Regions from separate parts of the Hordeum vulgare genome. Here region 2 is linked to region 1. A link is a contact called in public Hi-C data. All regions are on one chromosome and are shown on one strand. Each heading gives the region's core, a stretch centred on a gene start, on an enhancer-like site or on the middle of the called end of the contact. The rest is flanking DNA. Distances are from core to core; before and after follow the strand shown. Region 1 holds the start of LOC123449981. Region 2 holds the start of LOC123449983 (pre-mRNA-splicing factor ATP-dependent RNA helicase DEAH1-like).

The links. Hi-C and Micro-C count contacts between places; a contact is called where the count stands out from the background.
Region 2: a contact with region 1 is called in a Hi-C map of seedling, with 4 times the contacts expected there. The contact joins the promoter of LOC123449983 here to the promoter of LOC123449981 in region 1. A contact is called at or near these places in 3 of 6 Hi-C or Micro-C datasets (leaf, seedling and an unstated tissue).

Annotation. Positions count from the first base shown.
Region 1 is chr4H:603,698,787-603,704,944 of MorexV3_pseudomolecules_assembly, reverse strand. LOC123449981 reads left to right here and starts at 3,455. Exons shown (of 17, transcript XM_045127372.1): 1 at 3,455-3,782; 2 at 3,876-3,959; 3 at 4,395-4,468; 4 at 4,816-4,849; 5 at 4,924-4,982; 6 at 5,203-5,317; 7 at 5,411-5,448; 8 at 5,548-5,645; 9 at 5,768-5,823. The coding sequence starts at 3,630.
Region 2 is chr4H:603,892,911-603,899,200 of MorexV3_pseudomolecules_assembly, reverse strand. LOC123449983 (pre-mRNA-splicing factor ATP-dependent RNA helicase DEAH1-like) reads right to left here and starts at 3,055. Exons shown (of 27, transcript XM_045127375.1): 1 at 2,736-3,055; 2 at 2,504-2,634; 3 at 2,200-2,385; 4 at 2,038-2,121; 5 at 1,841-1,927; 6 at 946-979; 7 at 810-864. The coding sequence starts at 2,835.

The DNA.
Region 1 (6,158 bases), core at 2,206-4,705:
CTCTAGTGCAAGTGGGAGACTGTTGGAAATATGCCGTAGAGGCAATAATAAATTAGTTATTATTATATTTCTTTGTTCATGATAATCGTTTATTATCCATGCTATAATTGTATTGATTGGAAACACAGTGCATGTGTGGATACATAGACAAAACACTGTCCCTAGTAAGCCTCTAGTTGACTAGCTCATTGATCAAAGATGGTCAAGGTTTCCTGACCATAGGCAAGTGTTGTCACTTGATAACGGGATCACATCATTAGGAGAATCATGTGATGGACTAGACCCAAACTAATAGACATAGCATGTTGATCGTGTCATTTTGTTGCTACTGTTTTCTACGTGTCAAGTATTTGTTCCTATGACCATGAGATCATATAACTCACTAACACCGGAGGAATGCTTCGTGTGTATCAAACGTCGCAACGTAACTGGTTGACTATAAAGATGCTCTACAGGTATCTCCGAAGGTGTTCGTTGAGTTAGTATGGATCGAGACTGGGATTTGTCACTTCGTGTGACGGAGAGGTATCTCGGGGCCCACTCGGTAATACAACATCACACACAAGCCTTGCAAGCGATGTGACTTAGTGTAAGTTGCGGGATTTTGTATTACGGAACGAGTAAAGAGACTTGCTGGTAAACGAGATTGAAATAGGTATGCGGATACTGACGATCGAATCTCGGGCAAGTAACATACCGAAGGACAAAGGGAGTGACATACGGGATTATATGAATCCTTGGCACTGAGGTTCAAACGATAAGATCTTCGTAGAATATGTAGGATCCAATCTGGGCATCGAGGTCCCGCTATTGGATATTGACCGAGGAGTCACTCGGGTCATGTCTACATAGTTCTCGAACCCGCAGGGTCTGCACACTTAAGGTTCGACGTTGTTTTATGCGTATTTGAGTTATATGGTTGGTTACCGAATGTTGTTCGGAGTCCCGGATGAGATCACGGACGTGACGAGGGTTTCCGGAATGGTCCGGAAACAAAGATTGATATATAGGATGACTTCATTTGGTTACCGGAAGGTTTTCGGGCATTACCGGTAATGTACCGGGAATGACGAATGGGTTCCGGATCTTCACCGGGAGGGGGGACCACCCACCCGGGAGGGCCCAAGGACCTTGGGGGTGGCGCACCAAGTAGGTGGGGTCAGCCCAAGGCTGCCTTGCGCAAGAGAAAGAAAAACCAAAAGAAGAGAAAGAAAAAAAAGGAAAGGTGGGAAAAGAGAGAAGGACTCCACCTTCCAATCCTAGTTGGACTAGGACTGGAGGAGGACTCCTCCTTCCCTTGGTGCGCAGCCCTTGGTGCTCCTTGAGCCTCAAGGTAAGACTCCCCTCCCTCCTCCTATATATATGGAGCAATTAGGGCTGATTTGAGACAACTTTTCAAGGCAGCCCGACTACATACCTCCACGGTTTTACCTCTAGATCGCGTTTATGCGGAGCTCGGGCGGAGCCCTGCTGAGATTAGATCATCACCAACCTCCGGAGCGCCGTCACGCTGCTGGAGAACTCATCTACCTCCCCGTCTCTCTTGCTGGATCAAGAAGGCCGAGATCATCGTCGAGCTGTACGTGTGCTGAACGCGGAGGTGCCGTCCGTTCGGCACTAGATCGCGGGACGGACCGCGGGACGGTTCGTGGGACGGTTCGCGGGGCGGATCGAGGGACGTGAGGATGTTCCACTACATCAACCGCGTTCACTAACGCTTCTGCTGTGCGATCTACAAGGGTACGTAGATCGGAAATCCCCTCTCGTAGATGGACATCACCATGATAGGTCTTCGTGCGCGTAGGAAAATTTTTGTTTCCCATGCGACGTTCCCCAACAATGTACCAGTAGCTATGTGTTTGATCTCTCTCTCTCGTGCTCTTGAGATGTCTTGATCTCGATGTACCGCGGACTTTGCTACTATAGTTGGATCTTATGATGTTCTTCCCCCTCTCCCTTCCTGTAATGAATTGAGTTTCCCTTTTGAAGTTATCTTATCAGATTGAGTCTTTAAGAACACTTGATGTATGTCTTGCACGTGTATATCTGTGGTGACAATGGGATATTCATGTGAGTACTTGATGTATGTTTTGGTGATCAACTTACGGGTTTCGTGACCTCGGGAACCTATGCATATGGGTTGGCACACGTTTTGACTCTCCGGTAGAAACTTCGGGGCACTCTTTGAAGTTCTATGTGTTGGTTGAATAGATGATTCTGAGATTGTGTGATGCATATCGTATAATCATGCCCACGGATACTTGAGGTGACAGTGGAGTATCTAGGTAACATTAGGGTCTTGGTTGATATGTGTCTTAAGGTGTTATTCTAGTACGAACTCTATGATGGATCGAACTGAAAGAATAGCTTCGTGTAATTTTACTACGGTCTCTTGAATAGATTGATCAGAAAGAATGACTTTGTGGTGGTTTCGTACCCGACAATAATCTTCGTTTGTTCTTCGCTATTAGTGACTTTGGAGTGACTCTTTGTTGCATGTTGAGTGCTAGTTATATGATCCAATTATGTTATCGTTGTTGAGAGAACTTCACTAGTGAAAGTATGAACCCTAGGCCTTGTTTCCACGCATTGCAATACCGTTCGTGCTCAATTTTATTATTAATTACCTTGCTGTTTTTATATTTTCATATTACAAAAACCTATATCTACTATCCATATTGCACTTGTATCACCATCTCTTCGCCGAACTAGTTCACCTATACAACTTACCATTGTATTGGGTTTGTTGGGGACACAAGAGACTCTTTGTTATTTGGTTGCAGGGTTGCTTGAGAGAGACCATCTTCATCCTACGCCTCGCACGAATTGATAAACCTTAGGTCACCATCTTGACATCGAGAAGGCGGCCAGGCAGAGGCAGCTCGACATCGAGGCCCCAATGCCGCGGCCAAACAGAGGCAGCTCGACATCGAGGCCGCCAATGCCGCAACCAAAGCAAAGGAGGTGGCGCTGGCGATTATGAGCGTGGACTTGAGCAAGATGAACGGGAAGACAAGGAGCTGGTTCGTGACCCGACAGAAAGAGATGTTCGACGCCGATGGCCTGAACTAGGGCGTCAGATCGCCGTGGTGAGCCGGCCGCTGGCTGAGTTGTCGATGAAAAACCTATTCTTTTGGAGGCCGGCTGTGTTGCTGGCCGCTCGTTGTGTTGCCGACAAGGACATGTAGGATGGTTGTGCTGCCGGCGTGATCTAGGGCCCATTGCATGATCTATGGGCCGTGGCTATTCGAATGCTTGTGTTTGAAAATGAGACGGACAGGATGCGGCCAAGGATGCGTCCGCGCGTTGGACGCACGACCACCGCATCCCAGAAATGGTCCGGACACGATTCATCATTGGCCCAAACGGACATAATATGAACAAAACCAATGTGGATGGAGTTGGCCCAAGAGAAGTTTTCTTTTAGAGTAGAAAAGAATTGTGTCCGATTCTGCAAAGCAATAGAAAACGGACGTGCGTGCGGACGACGCCACCCGCCGACCACCGCACCACCGTCTTCTCTCTCTCCAGCCGAGCGGAGAAGAAGCCAGGCGGCGAGGGCGAAGCATCCACCCGCCCACGCACTTCCCCGTCCCGATCGATCAGGCCGCCGTCGCGCCTCCCACCCGATGCAGGACCAGGCCGGGGCCGCCTCCGGCTCCGGGGATCCGGACCCTCCGCCGCCGCCACCGGAGCACGCCGCCGGCGAGGGCGGCTCCTCCTCCGCCGCGGCCGCCAGGCTCCCCTCCCGCAACGCCTCCTCCAAGTACGACTTCGTCAAGGTCCGCCCCCCTCCCCGCCTCCCCCACCCGGGCCGAATCCCTCCTCGCCCTCCGCCGTCCCGGCTCATTTCTCTGCCGTGATTGCGCCGTCAGGTCAAGGTCTGGCTCGGGGAGAACGCCGACCACTACTACGTCCTCTCCAGGTTCCTCCTCAGCAGGATGCTCACCGTCACCAAGGTCCACCCGTCCTCTCCCCCTCCATCACCTTAATCGTTGTTATCATTGCCATGTCTCTGTTTTTACTGATATCCCCGATGTTTAATCCGCGGTGTGGACTCCAAGTTGCATATTACGTCAAAAAGATCGATCGTTCAGCTAGCCACTTACAGCCGTCAGCTGTCTCTATGCCTTGTGCTGCTCCAGTTTGGTCCAAGAACTCGAGATTTTAAGACCAACTACCGGCGATGCCAAGTTATTTATTTTTCTACAAAAAAAAAATAAAAAAAAATGCCAAGCTATTTCCCTTGCCATTATCGAATGCAAACGAACAGTGAAAAATACGCTGTGCTTCCAACAACTTACAGTTCTAGTTTCGATATCAAAGTACCAACAAAAAGACTGTGCAAAATGTAAGCTAACAACTCTGCTCATCTTTCGCGCCTCCTTCTTCAGATTCCGAACCACGTCGCCATTAAGATTGCCCTTGAACTCAAGAAGTTGCTCGTCGACAACAGCCTTCTTGATGTGTACGTTTGTTCGCTCTTCACTGTATTTTTTCCTCTATGTCCTCTATTTGTTATGATGTAACCATGCTCTTTCCTTCGGTTCTGTTTTATGGTGTACCTAGTCATGCATGAATTCAAACAGTCTGCTAATTCTTCCTCTTAATTCTCTTGTTAATCATATCGTGTATCTACAGCACAATTTGCATCAGGCTCATCAAGCTATACTAATTGTCTTCGTCTGCATAGGTGTCCCTGTCTCAGTTTGACATATTATTTTAGAATAGCTCACTGTTCGAATTCTAATTTGTGTGTCATCATTCATCAATTCCTGATTTTTAGACTTATATGCTTGCAAATGTTTTGTGCAGTTCACAGAGTGACTTAGAGGCCAACCTTTTCAAGGTGACTACCTTGAACTTCATTTTAATAGACATGTTTGTTGTCTTGTTAACTTAAAAATACTAGTTTATTTACAGCTAATGGAGAAAAGGGGGTATGGAGAGGACTACATTAATCGGTATAAGATGATGACAAGGTGTGTTAGCTCTATCTTGAATAATATAATGTTTGGAACCTCACTAGAGTAGGCTCCCTCGGAGTTCTCTTCAATTGTACCTTATTAATAAGAATGAATTCCATAGTTTAAGGTGCTAACCTTATATTGTTGTTGTATTCGTGTCAAGTCTACTTTGTAAAAGTTTTACTTAAGTTGCATTTTGATAGCATGTTTATGCTCTATCTGTCCTTCACTGCAGATTCCATCATCAAAGAGTACCACTAGTAATTTTGGTGTGTGGAACTGCTTGCACTGGAAAATCAACAATTGCTACACAGCTAGCTCAAAGGCTCAACCTACCAAATGTCTTGCAGGTTTATTTTCTCTTGCCATTGTATGTGCCATATTTATGAGTTATGTTTGCTACCATTGTCACCTTGACTTCATTTCCTGATTATAACATGTAGACAGACATGGTCTATGAGTTGTTACGGACATCAACAGAGTGAGATTTTCCCTGGTCTCAGTTATTCTCTGCCATATGAGTTGTTTGTTGTTCCCTTGGTTCCCCATTCCAAAACTTGTAATCTGTGAACACATGCAGTGCCCCGCTAACTTCAGTACCTGTGTGGGCTCGGGATTTTAATTCACCTGAAGAACTTATCACCGAATTTTGCAGAGAATGCAGAGTTGTTCGCAAAGGTATGTGTTTTTTGTGTGGAAAAAAGGGTTTTGTATTGCACATGGAAGCTGCTTGCTTTGGATATAATTAGCTGCAGGAACTTATTTCTTTTTCTTTTTTGCGTACTGTTTGCATTTACTAGGTTTGGCTGGTGATTTGAAGAAAGCAATGAAAGATGGGAAGCCAATTATAATAGAGGTATGTTGTTGTGTCTTACATGTTTCTCCTGAAAACAGAAAAACGACCTTTATTGGTTGCACTGTGAAATTGAATTTGTGAAAATACCTCAGCTCTATATTGTTTTGTCATTGTAACTCCTTCAGCATGGTGTTCAAATACCTCTTGGATTTTATATTATTGAGAGGAAACTGTAGGTGATGCCGTAGCAGTAGGATTGGATAATATAGAGGACTTCGATCTGCACATTGAATACTAACTGGCGCAAGTCTTCAGTTCTTGTGTTTCTTAATTGTGCGGTGCCAATTAATGTGGTAGACATGTCATATGATGTTACGGCGACGTAATTTGGGATG
Region 2 (6,290 bases), core at 1,806-4,305, 190 kb before region 1:
ATCCAATAAGATGACTCAAAGTAACAAACTACTAAATGCAAGCAAAAGGCTTGACATTTCATTGAATTTTATCTTTATATTATATGTTCTCTTTTCTGTAATGTCACCCACTTGCGTTCAAGATAAAAGCTTAAAATATGCAAGAGAAAAATGTGGTCAGCTGCAAAAAACCTTTCCCAGCAGGGTATAATCATCCAAAATAAGCAGCGCCGTTGTCATTTGCATACATTAGCACCAAAATGGTACATGTAAATGCAATTCAATTTTCAAGGAAAAGCACGGTCCGCCTTCTATGTACACCGTCAATTCATTCCAAAATAAATTCTACAAGTAACAGATAAATGTGTTGAACTCTATATAAACTTTACCTATACATCACAAGGGTGTTTATTCAGTTACTATTCTGCTACTCTAGTCATAGCCGAAAACATTACTGTAGTCAAGAATAAAATTGTTTCCACGTACGACTTCTTCAAATGTTCAGATGTGAGTACAGTATTTAGCACAAACCTACAGTACAACAATGGAAAACCAACAGTCCAGGGTGCTCAGTTCGACAAGCTAGCAACAAGTTCATGCAGATATATACATGATGGTTGCTTTCTTTCTACTTTTTTCCCTCAGTTTTCCTCTTGGATAATGACTGGATATGGTACTGTTTGAAGTGGCCAGGTTTTTCACCAGTATCTTGGGAAAATGGTTTTTCATCAGTATCATGGGGCAAATAAAACTAATTTCCTACGTACATCGACAGAAGTAAAAGAAATTATAATTAAAAAAGTACAACAACCAACTGCAACAGGAATAACCTCAGATCTGAAGTGTCATTCTTTTCCAATGCTTGTGATCTTCTGGTAAGCTCCTCTGTCAACAATCTCCAATGAATAAATTACAATGATAATAATGAACCAAATTAGTAGAGTATACATGTTCAGGTAGGCATACCTTGTTCTTCCTTAGATAACTGTCGCTCCATCAACTGTAGACGGAAATCATTCAATAACATCAGCTCAAATAACTATAACAAGATTTAAAAACATAGTACAACTAGAAGACATGATTTGCTGGAGTTTAGAAACATGCTATGTGCTAGATATATAAAGTAGGTAGGTGATGCAAGGAAATACTACCAAAGAGGTGCTAATCTACGTATATTGGCATGCAGGTCAACTCAAAGAACTACACTTCTTAGGTATCAACATTCCAAAAACCGTACTTCTGAGGACGTGAGTCATGGCTCACCGATCAATGACACAATTCCTTTGTAACCATTTCAGAAAATAAAATCGGCAACAAAATTTCATCAGTGTAATTAACCAGTGCGGTCGCAATTTTCAGTTCATAGAAGTGTGGTTTTATACTTTTATGAATCGATAATATGGAGAAGTGTGACTTTGTGAAAGTGTAAAACTACTCCTTTAAAATGTAGTTACTTGATTGATAGTTTGAGAAGAATTTTGTAGTTTTAAGAAAGTAACTCTAAGATGTACTCTAACAAACATGTCACTACAATCAGATCTTCTCTCGTAGTGAATATATAACAAGCCACAAATCATTTAAGATTCCTTCAGAACGAAATGACTTGTTTTACAAAACAAAAAAATGGCATCAAACACAAAAAGGAGAAGCCATTCACCAACTATATTTTTGTTCAGCACTCCATTTCATATGAAGAACATGTGCCAGCAGAATACTTCAAAGTCAACCAGGAACAGTAGGAGTTGGTTATAACTTGATGTATTATTTAGTTGTTAGAAAAAAGGAGGTTCCTCTCATTGGGAATAAATTAAGTGATAGCAAACATAGAGACGAAATGAATATCAGCTTGCAAGACAATCACCTTTCGAGTGTGCACTGCATCTCTTTCTCTCATGTTCTTCTCTAGCTGTGCCCTTTCCTGCTGATCCCTTAAAATTTCTTGTTCTTCCTACAAGGCATCACATGCTATAATGGATTCAAAAGCACATTTTAATTGACCATTCCGTACATTTTTTTTATATACACAACAAAAACAGATTCCTCGAAAGAAGGGCATACATCCAGAGTGTCGTTGCCGTCTTCATCATCCACTTCTTCTGTTCTCCTTCGTACACTCCTCTCAGAAATATGCGCTGCTGTTTCCTGCAACGCGACATTATCAATTTGAATCACGGCATGTGAAAGCGACACGATAAAAGGGTGGCTACCACGCCGTCTCACATCATCATCCTTCCCATCGTCTTGGTCTTGAGTCTTCCTCCTAAAATGCTTCCTGCTCTTAGAGGATGCGCTCGCCGAGCTCGTCGTGTGGTTGTCAATCTCATCATCATCCTCATCGGCCAACAGCTTGTAGGTGCTTTGTTTCTTGACAAGCTTTGCTGCATCCCTTTCCTGTTTCTGGTAATTCTGCGGCAAGAAAGGAAAAGCATATATATGCATAGCATTAAAATCATCGAAGACAAAGCCGCAACACAGTTGTCGACACAAAGGGATTGGTCAGCAGAGGAGGTGGACCAAATCTTACACTGATGCTCTTGCCCTTGCGGGGGACCTTGGCGTAGATGTCGGCGGCGAAGCTGGTCGTCTCGGCGGACGAGGAGAAGCCGTAGTCGACGAGCTTCCCCACGAGATCGCCGGCGGAAGAGCAGTCCTTGGCTGAGCACGGACAGATTTGCGGACCCAGATTAGGATCATCATCATCAGAGAAGAAGAAACCGAAGGAGCCCCGCGGCAAAGCAGAGTAAAACCGGCTGTACCTAGACCGATGACGTAGTGCACGAGGACGCTCGTCGAGAAACCCTGGATAGACATGAGCTTGTCCGAGACCCAGTCCCTGAGCTGCTTGTCGCTCGCCATCACCGCGGAGGGGTTGGGGGTTGAAGTGGGGGCGGAGGCGGAGGAAGTGACTGTAGGATAGGCGGAGGCGCCCGGGGCAGAGGGAGTGCGGCGGCGCCCGGCCTGGATGGTCTGGACGTCGGGGAGGAGGGGCGGCGGATTCCGGCGACCGGAGAGGTGCGGGGGGCGTGGCCGGCGGCGCGTCCGGGAACCCTAGCTAGAGAGGAGGAGTCGTGCTGGTGCGTCGCACGGGACACGGGAGAGAGATTGAGCGGGCCATGACGGTGCTCCAGGTCCAGGAGCTACACAGCCGTTGGATCTGAATCCAAAGGCCACCAGAGCTAGCTTGCCCAAATTTGATAACACTAGCACAAATGTCCTTCCGTTGCAACGGGAAATAAGTATGATGTACCATTTTTTGAAATAAACAATGTAAATGATCCTTCCCTGAAATTTAAGACGTACACTAAAATAATATAGAATACAAACTAAAAAGAACCTAAAAGTTTGGATTTTTGGTGCATATGAATGAAGGCATGATAATCCATGTGCGTTGATAAAAGAATAAATTTTCAAATTTGCATTTACTACATGTTTTTTAGGAAAATATAACCATGATAGTTGATAGGTTGGTGCGATCATTAGACGGAGAAGACTACTGTTAGAGCATATATCTCCATATGTGGTTTTGGTAATTGATGACAATTCCTATGGACTAATGGTTGTCTTAAGTTATATTTATAGGATTTGTCCATAGGCACTTCTTGAAGTCCATCTGTTGGGTTCAGGGAGTTTATATGATGACCAAGGTGGTATTCAAGGTATTATCCAAAGAATGGTCATAGAGACACAAGGTTGATAAAGATCGTCAGACAAAGAGTAAATCAAGATGATCAACACACAAAGCGTACAAGATGTACCGAGAGGGATCAAGTGATCCCATGGTATGGTAAGCATTGTCCAGTACGTATTTGTGCACTAACCCATGGTCTTTGTGAGAGTTCTATGTGGGGGTTAGGTGTGCTTCCATGGGCTTGCGTTTAGAGGAAGATCTCATACAACCCATGAAGGATGACGTCAAGTGGTGATCGTCATCAAGATTGCGGTGTGCAAGTTCAAGAGGATCAGCACGAATATATCGTGCTTGAAGCTTGCCGTCCATTGTGGTGGCAATGGACTTGTGAAGATATGCTGAAGAGTGGCTCACCCATAGTAAGTAAGGGGGAGCAATCAACTAGTCTTCATCAAGCCAACGCAATCAAGAAAGGTGGTCCATCTTGAGGAAGCCAATATCATCATCATCTAGCTCAAGAGGACGAGGTGCAAGGTATAGGTTTTCCCTTGATAGGTTTTCTGTTTAGGATAGATTGTTGTACTATCAAGGGGGGCTCTCAAGTGAGTAGCTTGATCGTATCGTTCGTTGAGAGCTCAAACCATTTGCATCCTTGCATCATACTTCTTGGTTCTTGTTTGTTGTTTCTATTTGTGAGTTTTAGAGCTTATGGTCATCTTCGTGACAAGCTCGAGTTCATCAAAAACGGAGTCCATATGCATCTACTATGATGTTTTCGATGTTGGAGTTTTTATCGGTTCTTCATTCATAGAGGACTCACATCTCTATATCATTGTCATTTTCATATCTGTATGGTCTTATCACTGTTTGGATAGCTCTTGTCGTCCTGAATCCAACAAGCTTGGGTTTGCTCGATTCGGAGCTCGTATGCGAAAGTTATGGTTGTTTCAGTGGCGAGCGGTAGTACCGCTGGACCTATCGGTAGTACCGCTAGAGCTGGCGGTAGTACCACTGTCCCAGCGGTAGTACCGCCCCTGGTCAGCGGTAGTACCGCTCCAAGATTTTAGTACCGTCATCTTTGCGGTTGTACTGCGTCGGACATTTTTGCGAAGACTTTCTTGGCGGTGGTTGGCCCGGTAGTATCTTTGCGCTACCATGGGCTCAGCGGTAGTACCGCCGGAGGGTCAGCGGTAGTACCGCTGCAGCCAGCGGTAGAACCGCCGGAGGGTCAGCGGTAGTACCGCTGCAGCCAGCGGTAGTACCGCCGGACGGTCAGCGGTAGTACCGCTGGAGCCAGCGGTAGTACCGTTGGGCTCGGGCTGTAAGTGGGGGTAACGGTCTGATTCCTTCCCCCACTATATAAAGGGGGTCTTCTTCCTCCTTGGTCTTATCCATCCGTTGAGCTCTTGTTCTACCTCCATTGTTGACATTCTTAGAGCTTGCTTACTCTCAATCCCTCCAATGATTCTTGCTTGTTCTTGAGGGAAAAGAGAGAGGATATCTAGATCCACATCTCCACCGATCACTTTCTCCTCTATGTGAGGGGAACCCCTTGGATCTTGATCTTGGAGTTCTTTGTGAGCTCCTTGTTCTTCCTCTCATATTTCTCCATAGCTTTCGTTGTTGTGGAGGGATTTGAGTGTGAGGGACTTGACCACTTCGTGTGTTCTTGCCATTGCATTGGTTGCATCGGTTTGAGTTCTCCACGGTGATACGTGGAAGTGAAGTTTGAGAAGCTCGTTACCTTTGGTACTTAGTACCCTAGATATTGTTCTTCGTGGATGCTTTGGCGTCCTTGAAGCTTGGGGCTGTCTCGGAGCTCAATCATTGTGGTGTGAAGCTCCGGGCAAGCGTCGGGGTCTCCAATTAGGTTGTGGAGATTGCCCCGAGCAATTTGTAAGGGTACCGGTAACCGCCCCCAAGGGTTGCCACGTGTACGGGTTCGGTGACCGCCCCCAAGGTTTGCCATTTGTACGGGTTCGGTGACCGCCCTCAAGGGTTCCTTAGTGGAATCACGGCATCTTGCATTGTGCGAGGGCGTGAAGAGATTACGGTGGCCTTAGTGGCATCTTAGGGAGCATTGTGCCTCCACGCCGCTCCAACTGAGATTAGCATCCGCAAGGGTGTGCACTTCGGGATACATCATCGTCTCCGCGTACCTCGATTATCTCTTACCCGAACCCTTTACTTATGCACTTTACTTTGTGATAGCCATATTGTCTCTTGTCATATATCTTGCTATCACTTAGTTGTTTATCTTGCTTAGCATAAGTTGTTGGTGCACATAGGTGAGCCTAGTTGTTTGAGGTTTTGTGCTTGACATATTAAACATTAGTTTTATTCCGCATTTGTTCAAGCCTAAACCTTAATTATTTTAAAGCGCCTATTCACCCCCCATCTAGGCGACATCCACGTCCTTTCAATTGGTATCAGAGCTAGGTCTCTCTTTATTAGGTTTAACCACCTAGAGAGTAAGGATGTCGACTAGGGGTTTAGGATTCACTGACACTCTTAGTTTCGATGGCACAAATTTTGATGTTTGGGTAATTCGCATGCTTAATCACTTTCGGGTCTTGGACCCAAATTTGGAGCGAATTGTAGATATGGGTTTTTTCTCCTCCAAAGGATTCTCAAAATATATCTTTAGAGGATGAGAAAAACTCTTATCTCAATGCTCAAGCTT